Linked DNA regions of Mus musculus: region 2 is linked to region 1. The links are chromatin contacts, called in public HiChIP or PLAC-seq maps. All regions are on one chromosome and are shown on one strand. Each heading gives the region's core, a stretch centred on a gene start, on an enhancer-like site or on the middle of the called end of the contact. The rest is flanking DNA. Distances are from core to core; before and after follow the strand shown.

Region 1 (3,902 bases), core at 67-2,566:
CCTGAACTAGCTTAGAGATCCAAAACTATCAGTCTTGAATGGCCCCACTCAGAGCCCCTCCCACTCTGAACATTTTTTCTCATCTTCCTAAAAAGAAAAAAGAAAAGAGCAACAAACTAGCAGAAGTCAACTGTCTTAGGGTTTCACTGCTGTGAGCAGACACCATGACCGTGTCAACTCTTATAAGGACAACATTTAATTGGAACTGGCTTATAGGTTCAGAGGTTCAGTCCATCATCATCAAGGCGAGAGCATGGCAGCATCCAGGCAGGCATGGTGCAGGAGGAGCTGAGAGTTCTAAGTCTTCATCTGAAAGCTGCTAGCAGAGCAGTGCCTTTCAGGCAGTCCATAGGATGAGGGTCTTAAGTCCATGCCCACAGTGACACACCTACTCCAAGGCCACTCCCACTACAACAAGGCCACACCTCCTAATAGTGCCACTCCCTGGCTCAAGCATATAAGTTACACCAACAACTGACTACTTAAAATTAAGAACTCCAGGGTGGTGAAAAGTCCCCCCAAGCACACAAAGTTCTATTCTAACAGGTGTTTATTGTTTGCAACTGCACAGAAATGCACAAGCAACTCCTCAAAGGAAAGAAACACACACAAACGGAAGCTGCCTAAAAAGAGAGAGCAGCTTACAAAGAGAAAACCAGAAAGGGGGCGCGCATGAGAAATGGTGACCAGTCAAACCTTGGAGACGCATACCTTTAATCCTAGGCAGAGGCTGGCAGAGGTCTGAGTACAAGGCCAGCCTGGTCTACAGAGTGAGATCTAGGACAGCCAGGGCGACACGGAGAAACTACGTGGTGCAAACCCCATCCCATTCCGCCCCACCCTACCCTACCCCCTGCTGCCATCAGGGAGGGGAGGGGAGGGGAGGGGAGATTTTGTTTGCTTTGGACAAATACATTTTCCACGCCAAACGCAGATGTGCAATGCCCAGGCCAAAGAGAATGAATTTGGGCTTTGATCCACATTTCCAAGCTGGCCTTCTAGAAAGCATGGCTCCTTTGAGTCTTTTTACTTTTGTTTCTAATCACATCCCACTCCCATCGCTGACGTGGTCAGAGAATTCCACCTAATTTAGAACCGGGAAATCCCACGGTGAGGCTAGGGGACTCCTTACAACCTGCAGGGCTTCCCCAGTGCTTCGTAATGGAAGGCAGGGGACCCCGCGCTCTGCCCCGACCACCGATCTGGGACGGCGGAGTTCGGAGTTCGCAGCAGGTCAGGGTGCAGTGGGGCCGGGCAGAGGCAGAGGAGGGCGGCCCGGGGCGGGGCAGCTTGGCCGGTCCCTCCCCTGCGGCCGCGTCCCCGCCGGTCCTGCCGACGTGGCGGGGCGGGACCCGGGACTCCCGCGCGCACTCGGCCGGCCAAGCGGTAAGAGCCCGGGGCGCCCTCTCCCCATCCCCTTCCCGGGCGGGAGGGGACCAGCGCGCCGCGACCCTTGTCCGCTGTAGGGTGTGAGAAATCACCGGCGGGGAACCGTCCCGAGAAAGCAACTTGCTTGGGCACGAAGGTCGGGGGAGACGCGGCCGAGGGCCCTGCGTGGGTGCGGGCGTGTGAGTGTGTGTGTGTGAGTGTGTGTCGCTCCAAGTCCACGCTCATGCACACACCCACACGCCCGCACGCCCGGTCTGCACCCTCGTCCGGCCTGGAGCTCCGTGGAGTCCGCTGCCAGAGGCTAGGCACAAGCCAGTCTGGAAAGTTTCCCCAAGTGTCCCAAGTCTGGGGTGGGCTGTAGGGTCCTCCCAGCGCGACGCTCTGAGGGATCCAGTTCTTGCTAGTCAAAGACCTCCATTCCTAGGGTGAGCTTGTCCTCCCCCTGGGAAAACCGAGCACAGGCCTTGACCTCCATCCTGATCCATCATCTTTCCCTGGCATGCCCCACACCCAGCATGCCTGCGCTCCTGCCCCCCTGAAACACCTTAAGCTAGCACCGTTTGCATTCCCAGGACCCTCTTGGGCCCCCTCTTCCCCACCCCAAAGGCAGCCCCTTTACCCAGCCAGCTTGTCTTCTCCGAGGAATCTGGTGAGTATTTCCCAGCTGTCAGTCAGTCCCCACTTGGATTTCACTGGCTTTTCTTAAAGAAGGAGGACTTTCGGCAGACTATGGGAGCACTCTCTGGGCCATACCATCAGTGTCCACCCCTGAACCTCTTGATAGAAGCTGATGGCTTTTTAAATCAGCAGTCCTTGAACTCCTCCCTGGGACACCAGAACAAGAGAAACAAGGTCATTCCGAGAAGCCTCTCTTAGCTCACCTGGCTTCCTAGAGTTCTTTCCTCCCCAGCCCATATCCTAGACTCTCTCCTCCATTTCCTCTATCAATCCTGAAATGTTCTGATTAAACTTCTTACATTGAAAGCTGCCAGCGATGGAATGAAACTCCAAGGGTGGGATTTGAAGCACAAGTTAGCCAGTGTAGAAGGAATTTGGGGACGGGGGGTGGGGGGTGGGGGGCGGGGTGTTAGGGGGTGGGGGGCTTCCTGAATCTTGGGGATTCAGAAGTGTAAGTAGTTATTTCTTTCATCAGAGCAGGCTTATGTGAGACATCGTTTTTCGTTCAAATCAATATCAAACACAGTATATATCAGTTGAGTAAATATTTGTGGGTCAGAACGAAGCAAGGGCTCGTGGTTCACAGGCTTGAAGGGTGACATAGACGAGTCTTCCAAAGGCATTAGAGAAGTCTGTGGAAGTCTCAGAAGAAGAGAAACAGGAGCAGTTAAATTTTTAGGAGGATATGGAGTAGACAAAGATCAACTTCAAAGTTAAGGATGACACTAAGATGCTGGGTAGTCATGGAAACCGAAATTGGCCTGACCAGAAGACAAAGCATCAGTACAGGCAGCCAGCCTGGAGGTTTAGGAGCAGTGTGAAGAGAGAGGACCAGTGCTGAGGGGAACAAAAGTTTAAGTGCTGAGTTGCAAGAGATAGAGTTGTGTGGACTGTGAAGGGCCACACAAACACTCGTGTTAGTATTTGTTTGTTCGTGTGGGTGAGTGGGTGTTTTGCCTGCATATGTGTGTCTGTGGGCCATGTATATGCAGTGCCCACTGAGGCCAGAAGAGGCCATTGGATTCTCCCCTCTGCTACCCCCTGCCTCCCCCGACACCCGGAGGGGAGCTGGAGTTATAGAGGGTTGTGAGCTGCTATGTGGGTGCTGGAAACCCAACCCATGCAAGACCTCTGGAAGAGCAGCCTGTGCTCTTAACCACTGAGCCACCTCTCTAGCCCCCACTTAGTTTATAAACAGCGCAAATACAGTTGTCTTCTGTGATTCCAAAAATACCTGCCAGGTATAGAGGCAGGCCTGGAGTCAGAGTGTATGCACTGTGAGAACTGGACAGATCTGGGAGCCTCTCCTCTGTGAGTTTACTCTGAGTCACACTTTTGTAAAGTAAGAGAGACAATCTGGGACAAGTATCATGTAACCACATTTTTAAGTGAGGCCACTTAAAAAGGAAGCCATCTACTGTCACTACATTTTCGTGACATTTTAATACCAAGAAAAGCACCGGTGCTAAATGGCCCAATGAAGACAGAGCATTACTTCCAATAAATTTAGACTTAGGAAAATCTTGAAACCCTCTCTTCATTTTTCTCTGCAGTCAGGACTTGGGAACAAAGTTTCCAGATCAGGTTATCCATTCCAGCTTGACACACAGGAGGGAGCTGAAAGTCGGTGAGAACGAGTGAGTTGTTTGCCTACAAAGAGACACTGCAGTCAGACCCAGAGGCCACTGTTTGGGCTTTCCACTTCAGAATCCGACTCACTGTTCCTCCGTGCAGCCTCTGCTCTCAGACACACAGATGTGTATCATGGCCCTCTAGAGCTCATTTCTGATGTCTAGGTATTTGCACATACTCCCATCAGCCCGAATACTCATGCC
Region 2 (4,437 bases), core at 1,691-4,190, 160 kb after region 1:
TCTTTCTTCTAGCAACAATCAAAATTCTTATAAATGTGTGAAAGTGGCATTATGAGTGAGAGAGGGGTGAATTAAGTTCTGGTCACAATGGCAGCAGTTAACTGCTGCAGTTTGTCCTTCTGCAACCCAATCCTGGTGTCCCTTTCAAACCATGGAGCCTGTCTGATAGCCTGCTCAGAACAGCTACTATTGTAAGCAGGTATACATTCAATGTATAGCCCAATTTTCTGATAAAAGGCCCTTTGAATCCTTTTAGCAGGAGGGGTGTGACCTCATAGTTTAACATCCATGGCTCCTTAAGTCTGAATTTCTCCTGATGGAGAATTACTTTTGAGAAATGAATGGCTCATGTCTCAGAGGTCCTTAATGAAAGCCACTGTTGAGTTCAGGTTTCAATGACTCACCAGACAAGATAACAATCAAACCACTTCTAGCTATAAAAAACAGTATTTCCTGGAATTCGAAGCACTGGCGAGTGTTCTCACATTGATTCAATTCAATTTAAAATTTCACATATATAAATTCATATTTATTAAAATTTATTTTGTGGAGAGATGGCTCACTGGTAAGAATGCTTGCTTGGTAAGCACAGGGACTTCGTTGGGATCCCCAGCAGCCATGTAAAACGCTGAGCATGACTGTAGGCGTCATACCTGGAACAGTGGCACTGGGCAGGAGGACGGGCACAGATTCCCAAGAGCTCCCTGGCCAGCCAGCTAGCTGGGTCAGTGAGAGACCCTGTCTTAATCAGTAATGGAGCATGGCAGAGAGAGACACCTGCTGTTTAGCTCTGGCCTGCACATGTGCACCACACACACACACACACACACACACACACACACACACACACACACACACACACGACACACAAATTGTTCTTTTTGTAACAGTTCATGATCCTTTCCTTTGTCAGCATATAAGTTTAAAAACATCTCTGAGAGCTCTAAGATGTCCGTGATCTCTCCTTTGCGTCCTTTGTGTAGAAGTAGTTGGCAGGGTCTTTTTGAATCTTTGCGTCCTTTGTGTAGAAGTAGTTGGCAGGGTCTTTTTGAATGAATTGAAGGTAAAGTCCGTATGCACCACTGCTGTGACATTTCCCACTGTGGCAGTGTATACTGTGCTTTGCCAAGATGTCATCTTTGGCACCTGTCCTCTCAAGGCTTACAGCACTCTCTGGTCATCCCAGATGCTGACAGCTACATCTCCAGTGTGCAGAAACTTTTGTCAGGAAGGAGATTTGCTGCCCGCATCAGGAACCACAAGCGCAGAGAAATGGAGGAGTTGTTTGTAAGTATAACCTTGAGAGAGGAGTAGGGTTGACAGCCAGGGGGACTGGAACTCAAACAGCCTTGTAGAAGAGGGCATGACATCATATGGACTCAGTGATGTAATAGTTGTCTGACATAGGTGAGAGCAGACCCAAGGGTGTCACTTCACCGCTTGCATGCTCCCACCACACTAAAGCTCCAAAGCGTCGATCTCCCAGGCACCCTACTTGGTGTCACCTTGACTTTGTGCTCAGGACGTTTTGTCTCCTTCCTTCACCTAACTTTCTCCTGTTCTTAAAGTTAAGCAGGTATGGCTAGCTGACGGAACCCCTCCTTGTCAGTGTTCCATTCCTACCCAGGCGCTAAGGGAGCTGATTGGAGGTCCCCCACAGTGCCAGTACAGAGCTCTGCGCGGCTTTTCATGCTTCTTATTCTGTTTTTTCTGAACAGTTTTTAGTTCTAGGGGCCACATGAGGTTAAGCTACAGGCCTCATGGTATTTTTGTGCCAAAAGTCTCCAAAACAGACTTTTCAGCCAATGTCAAAACAGCTTTATGTGAAATTATTTGACAGGGGGTTCAGTACTGAACATCTAAATTCTGTTCTGCACTTTAAAATCACAAATTCTTAATATTACACTATTATAATATTTTATATTTTGACTAATCAGTGCTTTTATTCACTTCAGTGACTGTATTTATTCATTCTGGAGGTTAGACATCAGTATGTGTATATTCCTGTCTTCCACCACGCCTACTAGAATACTCAAAGTAACTCTTTAGTATTTTAAATTTTAATTTTTTTCTCCTTATCAATTTGCAGTGAGCATGTCCACAGCACTGCTCTGTCTTGTTGGCCACAGAGGCCACAGTCCAGTGCTCTCTGCAGCTAAGGAATCTTAAGCCTTGAGCCCCACCATCCCTCTCCAATAGGAAATCTAGGTGTCAAACTGGAGGAAGCAGCCCTGTTTGAATTAGAGTGAGTGATATTGGTGTCAGGGTATCCCTTTTAAAGAGTTAGTACTGACATATTTTGGTCCATTGTAGTTTTCAAACTTTTTCGTCTAGTTTTTCTCATTATCCCTTGTTCAAATGAACTCTTAACCAAGGATGTCACTGTGCATCCTGGGAGGAGAGGGAGGAGACAGGAGGATAGTGGCCACCAGTCCAGAGCCCCAGCTTAGACCCTCCTCCTCATCCCCACCCAACACAGCTCAAGAATCCTCAAATCTCATTTAAAATGCTTTTTAGAAAATGTGTTCTGTGATATGAACTAAGAACTCACCTAAGAACTTGGTTTAAAAGCAGGAACCACTGCTGGTGGAAAAGTGGTTTTTAAGTACAAAGGAAAATGCTCTGCGTTAACGGCTCTTGTTTCAGCCATAAAAGAGTTAATGCACCGAGCAATAAAGGCTGCGATTTGATTCTGCAGCGGGGATAGTGCTCTCAGTCTCTGTCATTTGTGGTTCAGAGAAGGGGGTGGTGTTCTGCATTTGAAAGGACTTTAATGAATGCTGTCAGTGTTTGTGCGAGTCCAGGGTCTGGATGGGAAGGGGAGCAGGGAAAGTGCTGGGGCTGCTTCAGGATAGGTGGATCAGAGTTTGCTCCGATCGAGCGGAGTGTTCCACCGCGTTCATCTTTATTCATTACCCTTTGTTCTTCATAGTCTGATATATTGGGATGAAAGTAAATGGAGATATATATTTGAACGATTTGTTTTCTTTTAAAGCTATTTTTTGGGTACAGCAGGGAATATACTTCTCTTGTCTTGGTTGGATACACAAATCTGTGCGCCGTGTTTTTTGCCCGTTGCCTAGACGATCACTCGGTTTCTCTGAGGATGTCTGGTTCTCGCAAAGAGTTTGACGTGAAACAGATTTTGAAAATCAGGTGGAGGTGGTTTGGCCATCAAGCATCGTCTAACTCTTCCGTTGACAGCCAGCAGGGAGAATTTTGGAACCGAGGACAGACCGGAGCAAACGGTGGGAGAAAGTTTTTAGATCCGTGTAACCTACAATTGCCTTTGGCTTCCATTGGTTACCGAAGGTCCAGCCAACTGGATTTCCAGAATTCACCTTCTTGGCCAATGGCATCCACCTCAGATGTCCCTGCATTTGAGTTTACAGCAGAAGGCTGTGCTGGTGCACACTGGCTGGAGAGACCAGAAGTGGACGATGGCACTAGTGAAGAGGAAAATGAATCTGATTCCAGCTCGAGCAGGTTGATTATTCTCTTACTGTCAGAGACGGGGTGCGGGGTGTGTGCTCTATGCTAGTGGAGAATAACTGACTATTTACTAGCTTATCTCTGTGGTTGTCCGTACATCTGCTTCCCGTGAACTGCCTACATGAATGGCATCTTGGTATGGATACGTAGGTTTGCTAGGATTTGGGAAATGTCTCGTTAATTCTGTGAAATTTAAAGGCACCAAATAGCTTTCATTTTGAAATACCTTGCATTTCATGTATAGATCTGACACTGCCTTGAAAATAGTATGTAGCAGCAGTTTTATACGGTGTTGCCTGGCTGTATTCATCCGGCTTCTGTATTTACACTAAAACTATGAGACATTTCTACAGTATAAATCCTTGTGGTATTTTGGGTTATAATAGATTGTGGAGTCGTTTTAATTTGATAAAAATGAAAGGTTCTATAAAAAGAGATACACTGTAGTTCCCAATTTTTGACACCATTTTAGTTGTCAATACTGTTTTTCTGTGGTTATGTCTTTGTCCTGTGGATGTTGCAGCTCTGCAGACTAAGACAGAGAATACTAAGTAATGTATGTGTCTCTCTCAAGGATAGCACCACCGATTCCTGTTACCCCCACTTTCCACTGAAATTCACGCTGTTTAAGGAAAAGAAAGATAATCTTTTAGTAAAGTTTAAGAGAACATGGTGTCGGGAGTGCTAGATGTGGTCAGCCAGTCAAAAAGATGATAAGGAAAATGAGTTGGAAGGAATGCAATAAAGCAAAGAATTGATAATTTCATGATGATTTTGTTCCTCCTTCCTGGCACCTTCTTATCTTTAGGATGGATTTTCTTGGTCCGCTTTCCATGCTGTGTAACAAGTTAAAGTCGACTTTCTGATACATCTTCATTGTAGAATATTTCTAAATACTTAAAGACACAAACACCTACTCATTTGACATTCAATTACTTTTTGCTC

The links. HiChIP or PLAC-seq counts read pairs in DNA pulled down with a chosen protein or histone mark.
Region 2: a contact with region 1 is called in an H3K4me3 HiChIP or PLAC-seq map of embryonic stem cells, with 34 read pairs. The contact joins the promoter of Klhl5 here to the promoter of Fam114a1 in region 1. A contact is called at or near these places in 7 of 39 promoter capture datasets (embryonic stem cells, liver, macrophages and 1 more), 3 of 115 datasets of contacts at active chromatin or transcription factors (bone marrow-derived macrophages and embryonic stem cells) and 4 of 9 other capture datasets (adipose tissue, embryonic stem cells, liver and 1 more).

What each region holds. Positions count from the first base shown.
Region 1 is chr5:64,968,759-64,972,660 of GRCm38.p6, forward strand. It overlaps Fam114a1 (family with sequence similarity 114, member A1), which reads left to right and starts at 1,317. Exons shown (of 14, transcript NM_026667.3): 1 at 1,317-1,386. It overlaps Mir574 (microRNA 574), which reads left to right and starts at 1,560; the gene lies at 1,560-1,637. It also overlaps a transcript of Tlr6 not described here.
Region 2 is chr5:65,128,291-65,132,727 of GRCm38.p6, forward strand. Klhl5 (kelch-like 5) reads left to right here and starts at 2,941. Exons shown (of 11, transcript NM_175174.4): 1 at 2,941-3,486. The coding sequence starts at 3,107. It overlaps LOC115490189 (a long non-coding RNA gene), which reads left to right and starts at 3,493. Exons shown (of 2, transcript XR_003955931.1): 1 at 3,493-4,437.